Linked DNA regions of Mus musculus: region 1 is linked to region 2. The links are chromatin contacts, called in public HiChIP or PLAC-seq maps. All regions are on one chromosome and are shown on one strand. Each heading gives the region's core, a stretch centred on a gene start, on an enhancer-like site or on the middle of the called end of the contact. The rest is flanking DNA. Distances are from core to core; before and after follow the strand shown. Region 1 overlaps Pacrg (PARK2 co-regulated). Region 2 holds the start of Gm34684 (a long non-coding RNA gene).

What was found. HiChIP or PLAC-seq counts read pairs in DNA pulled down with a chosen protein or histone mark.
Region 1: an H3K27ac HiChIP or PLAC-seq map of stem cell-derived neural progenitor cells shows a contact between it and region 2, with 2.1 times the contacts expected there. The contact joins two enhancer-like sites. A contact is called at or near these places in 1 of 39 promoter capture datasets (liver), 2 of 115 datasets of contacts at active chromatin or transcription factors (astrocytes and stem cell-derived neural progenitor cells) and 1 of 9 other capture datasets (embryonic stem cells).

What each region holds. Positions count from the first base shown.
Region 1 is chr17:10,481,982-10,488,542 of GRCm38.p6, reverse strand. The region is part of intron 4 of Pacrg (PARK2 co-regulated); the gene reads left to right. All of the region lies in intron 1 of A230009B12Rik (RIKEN cDNA A230009B12 gene), which reads right to left. Among named protein-coding and RNA genes, the nearest start is that of Gm16168, 7.9 kb to the left of the region's middle. Within about 2 kb of position 4,177, at least 33 of the 459 cell types and tissues checked have an H3K27ac peak or open chromatin away from gene starts, as enhancers often do. A contact at or near this core is called in stem cell-derived neural progenitor cells, where this site is marked.
Region 2 is chr17:9,719,854-9,726,963 of GRCm38.p6, reverse strand. Gm34684 (a long non-coding RNA gene) reads left to right here and starts at 465. Exons shown (of 5, transcript XR_876393.3): 1 at 465-671; 2 at 4,676-4,774. Within about 2 kb of position 4,018, at least 2 of the 459 cell types and tissues checked have an H3K27ac peak or open chromatin away from gene starts, as enhancers often do. A contact at or near this core is called in stem cell-derived neural progenitor cells, where this site is marked.

The sequences.
Region 1 (6,561 bases), core at 2,928-5,427, 760 kb before region 2:
TTACTGGTGGACACTCACAGGCATAGAAAATACTCTCCCAAAAGTTTTCTGTGGCGTGGGTATAGTGGGCACTTACCAAACATGTAGTCTCTGATGAAGTCATTCGATGCTGCATAAACTGCTTTGATGGCCATTTACAACCCAATCCTGTCCCTCATCAAAGTGACTCACTACTAACTCTAACTCAAGGAATGTATAGTTAAGCACTAGAGCTACAGAGTAGGAGCCAAGGAGCTATTGCCGGTGTCTTTTGAAAACTACTCTCTCCTCTCCAGAGTCAAACCATAATCATCAGGCTCTTGGAAAGCTGCGGTCATAGCAAGGGGAGGCTTAACCTGTGTGGGAGATGCTCCACAAAGCTGGGAAATGAGAAGAGTCTGACTCTGTGCTTCAGGAAGGCAGCCTGGCCCATTCCTGTAAGCTGTCCTTCTCATACTTTGTCTATTGCCATTGTCAGTCCACGGCCCACACCAGATATCTCTCGGTATCTGCCGTTGGCAGTCCCCTGAACCTGGCTTTGTGCTTGTGAGACCCAGCCATCACGGTCCATCCAGGGATCGCTCACTTACGGAGACACATGTGCTTTAATGCAAGTGTGCTCTCGTGGCTCTGCTGCTCTGCGGATATCGGCTCAGGATGGTTAAGAAACGAAAGCTAAAAATGAGAAAACATCCCTGACACGTTAGCCTATCTTTTCTTGTTTCAAGAGTAAGAAGAAAAAAAGATTATTTATATGATGTGTGTATGAATGTTTACTTTATATGATGTGTGTATGAATGTATGTTTACTTGCTTGCATGGATGCACACAGTCCAGAGAAGGCATCGAACCCCCTGGAAGGAGAGTTACAAAAAGCTGGGAGCTACTATTAGGTGCTGGGAACCAAACCCAGATCCTTTGCAAAAGGAGTCTGTACTCTTAACCATTGAGTCATCTCTCTAACTCTGCTTTCTGAATTGAAGACAATCTCACAGATAGTTCCTGCTGGCCTGGAACTCACTATGTAGACCAGGCTGACCTAAAACTCATAGGATTCTGCCTGCTTCTATCTCCCAAGCACTGAACTTAAAGGGATATGTGAGCATTCCCAGTTGTGACTTTTCAAAACGTTGTCTCCACTGGAAATCCAGATACCCCTGTTAGCCTAAACAAACATAATAGGATGCTTGTGAAAAAAAAAAGAAAAGATTGCCAAGAATACTTTAGAGAATGAATGGAATGGTGGCTTCAGGAGACATTTTGCCACAGAAAATTGGAGTGGAGGTTTCTAATTTGTGTACAAAGATCCTTTGCATAATCAAAGGAAGTGTCGCCCCAAAGGACACACCCCACAGCTAACCTAGTTCTGCTGCAGAGAAACCGGGCCTCGGATGAGCTGATAAGGAGCTGAGCACAAAGGACAATAGCTGACCGACCAACGCAGGCTCAGGTAGCCTAGGCCTGCTGGCGGACACTTAGCCGGTTTCTTACCAGTCTCTTAAGACTCACTCATGGAACAGTGGAGAACTTGAAATTATCTATTGCCAGTGACTGGGGGCTATTACCCAACGTAGGGAAGAACAGAATGAAGAGGGTGTTTCCTGTGCCACTCAGCTGATAACTGCAGGAAGAAGCCGGGTGCCATTGCTAATCATTTTTGTAGCGAGTACTTTACTGGTCTTTTAGCACACAGACCGATGGTCCCTCCCATGCACCCTTCACACAAAATGGCGCCCTGTTCTATTCTGTTTCCTATTAGGAGATGATATACAGTGCACACACACCCCACCCACCCCTGAAGATCCCTACCCCTCACCCAGTAAGCTGCCTCTATTTGTGATTTTGGGGGTGGGAAAATGAACAAGAAAGTTCTGTGGAAGTGTGTTTACATGGGCCGCCAAGTCTTCAGCATCTACAGTCAGTCAGCTGTTCCTGCTGCCATGAGCCCAGTGCCCGTGGCTGACAGGCTAGCATTCACTGTTCCTGTTTATTATACATGCTGAGGCCTGGCCACTCCGAGACATGATGCTTGTTGGTTCTTGGTTCATGCTTGCATGGTCAGGCTCCTCAATAGCCTGTCACTTACCTTTGTAGTTCAGATCTGGTAACATCACAAAAAAGTATAAATCTTTGTGAAATAGAAGTAAGAGAACCCCAAAGTAAGGAATTCTCTTCCAAGGAGGCAAACCGGGAGAACTGGGTCATCCTGTAAGCAAGGTCTTAACGATGCAAGTGGAGCTAGACCCTGCTGTGTTGCTGTTCCTGTCCTGGTAATTGGTGAGAGGTGTTCACTGCCCTCCTAAGAGAAAGAAGCTCTTAGTTACAATCCTTATGAGATGACTCAGGCCAGGAGCCAGGAAACCTACATAAAAACAATGTGAACAGAAATCCATACACAAGCATGAACATTCTTAAACTAAACGAGAAGTCCCCAAACACCTATGTTCACAGCTGTTCTCTGTAAGCACAGCCCTAGACAGGAGCCCAGAGATTCCTATCCTTGAGCCAAAGACTTGAACATCTGGTCTCTGGGAAGAAGATAATAGGTAGGGAGTGAGCTGGCTGGCAGCAAAGAGGTTCCAGCTAGATATGAGGAGCAGGCAGACCCTGCAGGAAGATATTGAGCCTAATGCACTGGGGTCACTGGCTAAGGTCCATGTGGTGCTCATCTGAAGACCCTTCCCAACAGCCCCAGGGACTTAAAGAATGCTCCTCACAACGTGCATTCACCCTAGAGCAGCCAAGCCTGATCTCTTCTCCCCCTTTCTTCTGATTGTTCCTCATTGCTCAGAAAGAATTGTGAGAAGAGAAGTCAGCAAGAACAATGGAACCTCGGGAAATTTTGTTCCATGAACCAGAGCTGAAACGGGGCAAAAGCAACACTACCTTCACAGTCACGTGGTCCCTTGGTACCCTACGAGACAGAGCAAGGATAACTCAGTTTCCCTTCCCGGGCTGTTTCTATCTGGCTGTAACTGTTGTCACTCATGCTGACATTAGCAGCCCCATCATGCTTCTCTGGAGCTCATGGTTGTTCACACACAAAGTTCTCGTCACCCACCCATCGCTCAAAAACAGCCCAACCAGGAAATACCTTCCTTGCCTGGTATTGCTTGCAGGTTGGAGCTTACAGTGTTATTTATATTATATTGTTTTTGTTGTTGTTGTCTTTTTTTAAATTTTATTTTACTGTTATTCCAGTGACTTGGGGGCATACTGCTGAGATGGACTTTAAGTAAGGCTTTTTAATTAACCCTTAGTAGTAGATAATGGTAGAGCAGACAAATTCCACTTCCTTGGCTATTCTAGATTAAATATTTCACGATTAGGAGGGAGAAAATAAATCAGCAGTGTCCCTTCCCACCCTCCAGCCTAAGGCTTTCTCAACCTCTAGATCAAATGCTGTGAGATAGTCTCTCCAAGGGGTTCAAGTCTTGGTGCCAGCTCACCCTCACTTCCTCTGACATCCACGTCTATCCGTGATGCCTCCTTTGTGCCTGGTAAGACCCATACCCAGCCACTCCCCCTTCCCCTTCCACACCCCTTCTTGAACTCCTGTGCCGCCCCCTCAGGTGAGCCCTGCTAGAGACAGTGTCTGTGCTATCATCTAGGGAAGTGGTGGCTTCTCTGTGGCCTTGGAGGACCTCTCTCTGGAAGGCTCCTTCTAGCTGTCAGGTTTCAGAGGCCCATTTTCAGCCCTAAGGTCCTCCATTCTAGCCTTTCCCTCCCCAACTTCCCCTCCTCTCAGCTGGACATCGTCCGTCTAGATTATCTATGGTCACTCCATGAAGCCATGTGTGTCTTTGCTCTTACTCTGCCTGTCACCTGAAAGGCTACCTTCTCCACTCTCACCATCAGCCACAAGACCTCTCTGTGTTAGGGCCGTGCAGAATTTGCTAAAACATTTACACCCATCTCTTTCTAACTTGAGGATAGCCTATCTTAGGGGCCTATCTTGCTTGTCACACAGGTGGCATGCCCTACAATAGACTATATGCTTCCTGAAGACTATCTCACTCCTGTCCCTTACTCTATCCCCCTTCCCAGCCATCACTGCCTTCAGTGGACAAGCCCTGAGGAGCTGCTGAGTTGCCTCTAATTAATTCTGTTTTTAACAGATTCTGGCGAAGGATGTCACAAGCTTGCTTTTATAACCAAAGAATGCACAGTTGTGCAGCTGTCCCGGGTCTCTCAGATCTGGGGTAGGGTGGGAGGGTACAAAATAGGGAGACTCCTCAGAAGCCAGCTGACTACTGGTCAAACCAGGTGCAAGTTGGGAAAAAAATCTATAGTGAATGAAGAAAAACAAGAAGCCCAGTGGGAAGGACATGGGCGGCCTTGCAGAAGCGCTGCTGAGCATCATCTTTAGAGAGAATACAGGATCATTTCAGCTCCCTTGTTGACTGATTTGTGTGTTCTTCCTACAGATACTTCCAGAAAAAGACCTATTGTTCACATTCCCCCATGCCGACACAGCACCCATTGTTTATATCCCTAATCACAGTGCGCATTGCTAGATCTGTGGGCTCAGGGACAGGCTGTGTCTCCCCCACCACATCCCTAGACAGTGAATACTGTGTTCTTTATCTCTTATCACAGCCCTTTTGTCAAACATTTCATGGATTTTTTTTCCCACTAGACAAATCTGTAGTTTGTTATCAACAATAAAAATGCCTATTGCCTTGTTTTTAAGCATTTAAACTTTAGAGTGTATGTCTCAAGACAAGCGTGAATTAAAGTGCTTACTCCGTTTTAAATACAAGAATTTTATGATAAGACACGTAGCTAAGTTTCTTTACCATGTTGCTCAAATGGAGCTGTGTTTTGGCTCCATGAACGTGTGTTTTATTGGGCATGTCTGTATTTCTGAGGGAGGAGGGCTGTGACCCCTGACTCACAGGCTGCCGTGGTGAGGGACCTGTCAGGTTTAGACAGGTGCAGATACCTGTGACTCGGCTGCACAAGGCCATCACTAGACCAGGTCTCCAGCATAGAAAAGATCAAACATACCCCCATTCCCAAGATCTCCATTTTCCAAGTGCCCACGACTTCTTCCTATTCGTTAATTCATAAGGTTGATCGCAAAGTCTGTGGGAAAGAAAAGCCTCTAAAGAAACATAATAAATGCAACACTTTCCTGGTTTAAAAATGACAATATGTTGTCTGCTACAAGCATCTCAAGCCTTTAATTCAAATGAATATTTATAGCAAAGAAATAAAATAAGTCCCTAGCACATTGGCATATAACTTCAGGGCAATCTTAAAGTACCCACATTTTTAAGTTGCTGATGAAGTCTACAAAGTTTTAATGTGACTCTTTATATTTCTTATGAATGCAAATTATACACTATGTAATTTGTGCGCTAATCATTTCCCTGCAGCTTCTCTTTGATTGGGAACGGAAATGGTACCAGTCTTTCAGATGCCCAAAGGAAAATAAAAAATAAATTTAAAAAAACCTATGGTTTTTCCCTCAGATGTGTTCTGATATACTGGTCTAACTTTTCAGAGCTACGTGGATAGAGTTAGGGGTCTTGGTGGCCCCTCTATTTTGGTTCTAGGTGGACTGCTACGCGGCCCCTGTTCCAATGTGAAACTCCACTGGCAAAGAAACTCTTCTTAGTCCCTGTAAGACCAGGAGGGGTGGAGGGACAGTGATGCTGACGGAGCTAACTGGGAACCCGAGACTTAGCCAGCCTCATGAAAGGCCTCCTGGAGATGGAGATGCTGAGTGAAGACCAGGTGCTTCCCATCTGTTTGGATTCAGTGACTCTTCCTCAAAGACAGCTTTTAAAGTTCTCATATTCCAAGTTAAAGATTTATACCTGCACTTTGTGTTTTCAAAGTATTCCTAAAATCACTTCAAGCAAAATGATATTTTAACTGTAGTGTATATTTTAAAGTTTCTGAGAGAAGAGAGAGAGAGAGAGAGAGAGAGAGAGAGAGAGAGAGAGAGAGAGAGAGCTCCTCTAATCCATGTTGGATATAAGACTATTCACATGACTCACATTTGGCAATCTATGGAGTCACCTGTGATGCAAAACCCATGTCTGATAGACCACAGCTTCCCTTGATCTCCACAGGAAGCCATGGTTTGGGGAGATGCGACCCACGGCCATCTCTACTCTGATATCCTAGCACTACAGCTGCCCCGTGTTCCCTCTCTTCCCACTCTTCCTTGTTCTTTTTGGCTCCTCCACCTTCTCTTTCTCCTTCTTTTCTTTCCTCTTTGTATCTTTCTGTCTGGATCCCTTTGTTTCTGTATCTGTCTTCCCTAAAGCAGACAACACAAGCACCTCATGCCTGGTGCTCAGAGTCTACCCGACTCCAAGACTGCTACCCCAGTGAAACAGAACACCCACTGCTGGGGTGAGCTTGGTTACAGGGTTTGGCAGTCATGCTAGTGTGCCTAAGACTTCATGGACAGCTATTATATTCTTAGGCTGTGGCTGCTCCATGCATCTAAAAGTCCTGTTTATTAACATGTATAGTGTTAATATGTAATGTATATATTATATACATATCAGTGTCCATGTATTTCAGTCACTAAAGTCAGTCCTAGAGGTTAGAGTATTGGCCCCTC
Region 2 (7,110 bases), core at 2,769-5,268:
CCATGCATGGGACAAGGCAGGGTATCTACAGCTACAGCCCAGGTCCATCATAAAGGAAGGGCAAGGGGAGGAGGGTCTCTGAAGAGGCTTTACATCCATTGTTGGGCAGTAGTGGGCTGTTACTCTCTGTGCAGTGTCTGGGATGAAATAGTGCCTGTCCTTTTCTAGTAGTGTTAAGGACCCTCTTAAAGCCCTTCTCAGTGACTCGGGAGAGGGGAATGCACTCAGAAAAGCACATTTTAAGCCACTCCTCCTACAGAGTTCCAGCCTGATCTATGAGCATTTCTAAAAAGTCACCCATCAGGGCTCCAGGTGTTCGGGTTTCTAGTGGGCCAGGAAGGGAAGTTCATAACTGGCTGTGGTGATGATACAGAAGACGTCAGTAGTGACAAGAGTTTCGTTGGGTCCTCAGTTTCCCTTTGTGTATTTTCAGGGAACTGGTAGCTTCGATGTGGTGATGTTGCATGAGGTTAATCTGGCTGTACTCAGTCTCCACACTGCTGGCTCCCTAGAGCAGACATTTGCTTGTCTTCCCAAGGTCACCCTCTCCGCCCACACATCAGTTAAGAACAGCCCCATTCAGGCATCGGCCCATTCTCTTCGCCCAGTACTTTAGAAGATCCGGAGGCAGCTCGGCCATGCATACATCCCACAGTCTAGAGAGCAGGAAGGTAAGCTGTTTACCCGGCAGTCAGACAGCATAGCTGGGAGGGCCAAGCAGAGAAGGGAGGCATAATGGAGGTCAGGGACTCAAGTTGGCGCCAGGACCGGGGGACAAAGGGTCTGTACTCCTTCCCCTTACAGGACAGGATGGCCGCTGGTGCCAAATTGCTCACCAGTTTGTAGATGGCAGCCAACTTCTGTTCTCCTCATAATAGGAATGTTTGTCTTTCAGAAACACTTTGGAGTTCCATGGACGGGGTTTCCAGGGCATGAGAATTGCCAGTGCTGGAAAAGACATTAAAAAGGAAGAAAGGAAAAAAAGAAAGCCACAAAACAGTTTCTTTCTTTGCAGGCAATAAGAAGCTGACTGCTCCCAGCCTAAGGCTGCCTTTGTTTCTGCTCAGAGATTGTCTTTGATCCAAGCCAGTGAACAAAAGCTCATTATCTTACCTTTAAATAGAGGGATTTTTAGCAGAAACATTGAAGGGTTAGGGGGAGGAGAAGGGGTTCCTCTCAGGATGCCCCCAAAGGTCCCAAGGCTCCTAGCCACCAAGGAAGAGCATGAGAAAGAGCACACAGACCCCATGAGTGGCTTCTGAGAATGCTGAAGACGGTCTTTGTAACTGTTTGTATTTATAGTTATTGAACAGCTCTGTCAGTCCATTTGCAAGCAGGACACTGGCGTCTTTACTCAGATTTCCTGTGTGCTGCATGTATGTCACCCAGACAGATTTCTCTAGGTAACTTTCTCAGCTGTCTACATAACCTGACACCAGATGCCCAGCTTTCTTTCAGGATGGTGCCTTTCTCCATGGCCTCCAAACCTTTATAAATCAGAGAAAGTAAACAGTCCAAGAGAAGGCAGATCTGGGTAAAGGCATGATGGAGCTGCCATGGTCTGCTCCAGGGGACCTTCCTAGGTTCTCATAGAACTCACAGTATGTTCTCATTTCCTTGTTGAAAATTCCTAAAGAAAACATCCTTTTATAGTGTTGGAAAAGCATTCTTATTTGTGCTTTTGGCTTTTCAAATTACAGTAACTCTTTATTATAATATAATTATAAAAGGTAATTATAATCTTTCAGGTGCAAAAATGCCTTATTAAAGTGCACCTGTGCACATACACATACACACGCATACATAGACATAGACAGACAGAAGGTAGACACAAACACAGGCACATATACACATGTAGGCATAGATCGATACACACATACAGGCACAGACAGATGCACATACAGGCACACACACACATACATACACATAAACATATATACATAAACACAGATATGCATACATATAGGCACAGACCTATAAAAAGACAGACAGACATGAACATGTACATACATGAACACACACACATACACACACACATACTTGGCTTACAGGCCATATTTGAAAATAAAGAAGTTTAATAATTTCTGACCATTTATTGGAGGATTATCATCTGAGAACAGTATTCACTGATTTTAATGTACCCTCTCTTTTCTTCTATATAGGACCCATCAAGGGAGACTTTAGAATCCTAATTTAATTGGTTTGGACATTGAAACTACAGTTCACACTTGTGATCCCACCACTGGGGAAGCAGACAGGAGGATTCATGAGGCTTGCTGGCCAGTTTGTCTAACTGAATCAGAGAGAGAGAGAGAGAGAGAGAGAGAGAGAGTCCTGGTTTCAAAATACAAGATGGGGAGCAATTGAGGAAGACACCTGATGTCAGCTTCTGGTGTCCACATGCTCTAACAGACATGTAGATGTGTACACACATGAATATACTCTCTCTCACACACACACACACACACACACACACACACACACAGAGTAAATTGAAAGTAGATGCTAATGTATCCTTTTAAGCCTGTATACAAAGTGGTAGCTCTGATGTCTGAGTCCTAGGATCCAAAGCTTACCCGCTGGGTCACAGTACAGTATATTTAGCATTCTGTCTAAACTCCACCCCACAGTTACCTGGCAACAGCCATGTAGGCCTGACTCACTATAAAAGAGGCTGCTTGCCCCTTCCTCTCTCTCTTGCCTCTCTCTCTTGCCTCTTGCTCTCTTGCTCCCCCTTGCTCCCCATTCCCTTTATCCCCCCCACCCCCCGCCTCTACTTCTCTACTCTCTCCCTCTCTGCTTTTCTCTGCCTCTACTACCCTCTTAACTCTCCTCCCTGTGCCCTGAATAAACTCTATTTTATACTATACTGTCATGTGACTAGTCCCTCATGGGGAAGTGATGCCTCTGCATGGGCCCTCTGAGGCACTCCCTTCCCCCATACCGCACCACACCCCTATAGAACATATTCTTATACCTCTTTATCTTTTTTTAAAAACACATCAGTATGTGTTGCGACAAGTAGTCTTCCCCAGGGCCCCTTATGGTTCCAGATAGGAGAGTTGGAGATCCAACATACAGACACAATTTTAAAACCCCAATTTTTTTTTCTTACCCCCAGACAACATGGCAACTAAACACAAGGTACAGCTTTCTGCACAGAGAATAACTAAGACAATGGTGTGTGAATCGCCCAACTCACGAAAAGGAAAGGACTTTTCTGTGCAAATAGAGGCACTGGATAATAAAGTTGTTTATTGTGAAATCCCAGGCTGTCTGCCAAGAGTGGGTAGAGCCCTCTGAAACATGGCAATGTCAACTTTCAAGCCTGCGTACTTGGTGACATGATTAAAATAGTGAAAAGAAAAAGATATTTCCAACTGACTCAGCAGGTTCTGAGAAAGCTGAGCTGGAAGAGAGACCGTGCCCTGGTGAGCTCAGCTCTTCTGAGCAGGGAACACTCTCTTTGGAATAAAGCAGGCTAGGCACTTTTAAAAAAAAAATTTTTGCATTTTCCTGATTCACTATGTACCATTTAACATTTTATGATGCTTTGTTTGTTTTATAGACGAGGCATTAAATTCAAATTACAACTTGAATGAGATTTACTCAGTCCCCCTTTCAGTGTGGGAATTTCTCATTAGCCAGACTCCCATTTCTTATGTAGATGGATGACCCAGACCTTAATGGTGGGTTGGAAAAGATGAGGTTATTTCTGTTACCCCAAATCTCTTTGTGTCAAAAAAAATTTTTTTTTCTGATCTTACCTATTTCTCATTGCTGAATATTTTGGAAGGGGGCCAAAAAATATTAATGTGTGTGTGTGTATGTTTCTCCACCTCCTAGCATCGATAAAGTGTCCTGTTCAGCCCCACCCTGTAATTTCATCTTTCATCGTTGACTGCTTGACATTCTGTCAGGGAAATATGTTCTTGTGTTACCGGGGTGTAAATAGGGTTCATGTTCTCTTGGGAACCTGACTTGCCTTGAAGCTCAGATTGCATTGTTTCTGATGTGCCTCTTGCAGAGAAGTGAACTCAAATGGAGGTAGAAAACTCATTTATCACCAGTTCAAATGCAAATGAAGGCTGCGGGCATTCTTCCTTTCATCTGCAGATTAGCAGTTTGTAGCCTCCTTTTGTAGTTTAAATGCCCAGTATGTCTTAAGGTACAACACACTTCCAAAGTTCTCCACCCCACCGGTCTGAGCTTCTCCCCATGTGAGGTTATGATTTGTTGTTTTCTGGGAATATCCTGTAGTTGCTGATTAAAAACTGAAAGATGGCATTTGAAAAAGAAATGTCATTTGTACTATGAGTGGCTTAAAATTATTTTGATACACAACAAAGGGAAAGACTTCTAACTCAGCACTGATATTTTAAAAAGAATTGGCAGCATCTTTGAGTGACTCGTGTTCACTTAACATGTGTGGTCCTTACAGCGTAGGGTCCTTTTGTGGCTTGTATACATAGTATGCCCCTCAAAGGCTCGTGTGTTGCAGGTTTGCTTCTCAGGTGATGAACTTTTGAATGAACGTATCCCAAGGCTCTTACTTCACCCGTGCATGATCCATTTGTGGATTCATAAGTTGACAGCATTATTAAGAAGCGGTAGTAAGTAGGGTGTGGGGCTTTGTTGGATAATCCGTTTTCTGTGACCCCTTCTCTCTCCCTAGACACCATGAAATGAAGAGCCTCCTCTTCCATAAACAGCTGGACTCCTCAGAGGCCCACTGCAACGGAGTCACAATGATTGAGGCCTCAGAAACCATGTGGTAAAATAGATTTCTTCCTTTTAAATTGCTTTCACTAGCATTTTGTCCCAGTAACTGAACATTGACTCAAGCAGACATACTGAAGTTCACAGTCAATCCATTTCACACACAACATATTTATTTCAGGTCTGAAAATGCTCATTTCTAAAGTGGTCCACCCGACAATGACAATTAATCATGCCCTTTGTCTAAATTTAACACGTTTAGGGTAAATTTGAGAATAGGTAATATCAGGGTGAATGCCAGTTCTTTGTCTTAGAAGTCTAGAGTTCATGGGTCAGAAGTCATAAAAGAAGGTAACAATTTGCCTGCTGGCCTTGACTGACAGTCATGTTGAATGTTTCTCACAGCCAAAATGGAATAAGGCATATTTTTTCATCTGTCTTTCACTCCATCTATCTGTTCATCTATCCATCCATTGATATATTTTTTTTAATCCAGTACTTACTTGCAGATGTCTATGGCATACCAAGTTCAAACCTTGGCTATATTGCTCAGAATTATCTGAAATGTGAGACATTAGTACAGTGCCCAGGAAGCCCATTCTGACTCCTAGCCCAAGAAGGTGGGATCCAACTATAGAGCTAGAGGGAAGTGACCACAAAGACCCATCTCATTTCTAGTACCAAGTGAAAGCTCAGGGTCTTTTCTACAACTTCCATATTTACCAATTGCTCAAAGACTCACAGAATTTCCTAGATTCTGTTATATTCAGGGTTACATTCTTTACAGGAAATTAAAATTTAATTTCATTAAAAATCAGTCAGTTGGGAAAGGTATATGGCAGAACTGTGTGTGTGTGTATTATATGTGTGAAATGTCTTGTGTTCACAGGATGTGTGACCTTCAGTTGAATTGTGACAATATGAATAGAGGATCTTCATATTGAAGGTTTACTTGCGCAGTACCAAGGGTTCTTTGGGGCTTCATTTTGCGGACATGATTGATGAATTATATGGTTGTACTAAAACTCCAGGTCCTCCCTCCATGGATGTTGGACAACTATGTCATAGTAACAGTCTTTTATTCCCGGTAGTCTGACCAGTTATGAGTCTCTACAATAACCACTACCTACTGTAAAAGGAAAGAAAGTAGGAAACAAAGAAAGAGTGAAAAGAAGGAAGGAATTTACATCCATATGTAAGCTAAATGCAAGAGTAATCTAGAATCATAAACACAACTGTTTGGAGGTTAATTCAGTAGGTATATCACATTCATTTAAAAATCAATAGCAGAGGTTTCTTTCATTGTCTCTATGATCTCCTTAGACATAGGTCTTTGCCCTTGGCTTATAAGGTGTTAAGTCCATGCCGAAAGTAGTTTGCTGCACCCTTAACAGTCATTGCATTATTGCCCAGCAAGTACACATTGCTTGGTATGTTAATGGGGTAGCATATAGTGTTCACATCTGAGCAAGAAAGTTTGTGATACTCTTCCCAATCATCCTGCATATCCTCTTCCAGCTTGATGAAATCCAGTTAGTTATTGTACAGGTCACTCTTAACTTATTTTCTCTATATACTACCACTAGAACATTCTGTGTCTTTAACACTAGAGTTTTAACAGCCAACTTGTTCTGGAATGAACCCAATATTGGTGGCAGTATTCTTTATGGTTTGTGGGTCTTCAGAGGCCTCCTTGGTGAATAATACATAAGCAAGTAGTTCATTCTCAGCACTGGGATGTTCAGTCAATAATCTTGTGGCTTTTGAATGTGTCTTTCCTGTCTATTCAGGGTGACTTGTTTAAACTTTTGAAACTTATATTTTCATTTTTTTTAATCAGTTGATTTCCCAAATCTGTAGCATACTAAGGATACTGTTGTGCAATGAAACCCTTTACAGAGTATGATCAGGATATCTAAAAATCCAAAATGATCTATTCCAAGTCAATGAAGTTGGTCTTGGGATTCAGCAGCTAATAAAATATTAGCAAATTACAATGTAGCATGAAAATATATCATCACTTCTATCAGTTGTCCCAGAAAAATAGCCATGTGAGTGTGAGACACTACCTTATGCTGTCTTCGGTAATCTGTATTTTAATCTCCATGAGCCATGTTACTTTCTCATCCTGGGGCACTGCCATGTGGCTGATACACATTTTTCTACTTTCTTGGATCAATAGGGACAACTTAAGCTACTCTGGCTCAGTGTACAGGAGGAACAGGACCATAATCTTGTCTACTGCCCTTGCTATTCTGGTTCTGACAGGTCTGTCTGGTTGTCTTTGAGGGCCTCATTTTCTCATCAGAAATATTTGACTTCTGAAAGGAGTGTGGTTTGAACACACAATCTTCATCCTTTGCATACTATATTGCATGGGAGAAATATTCT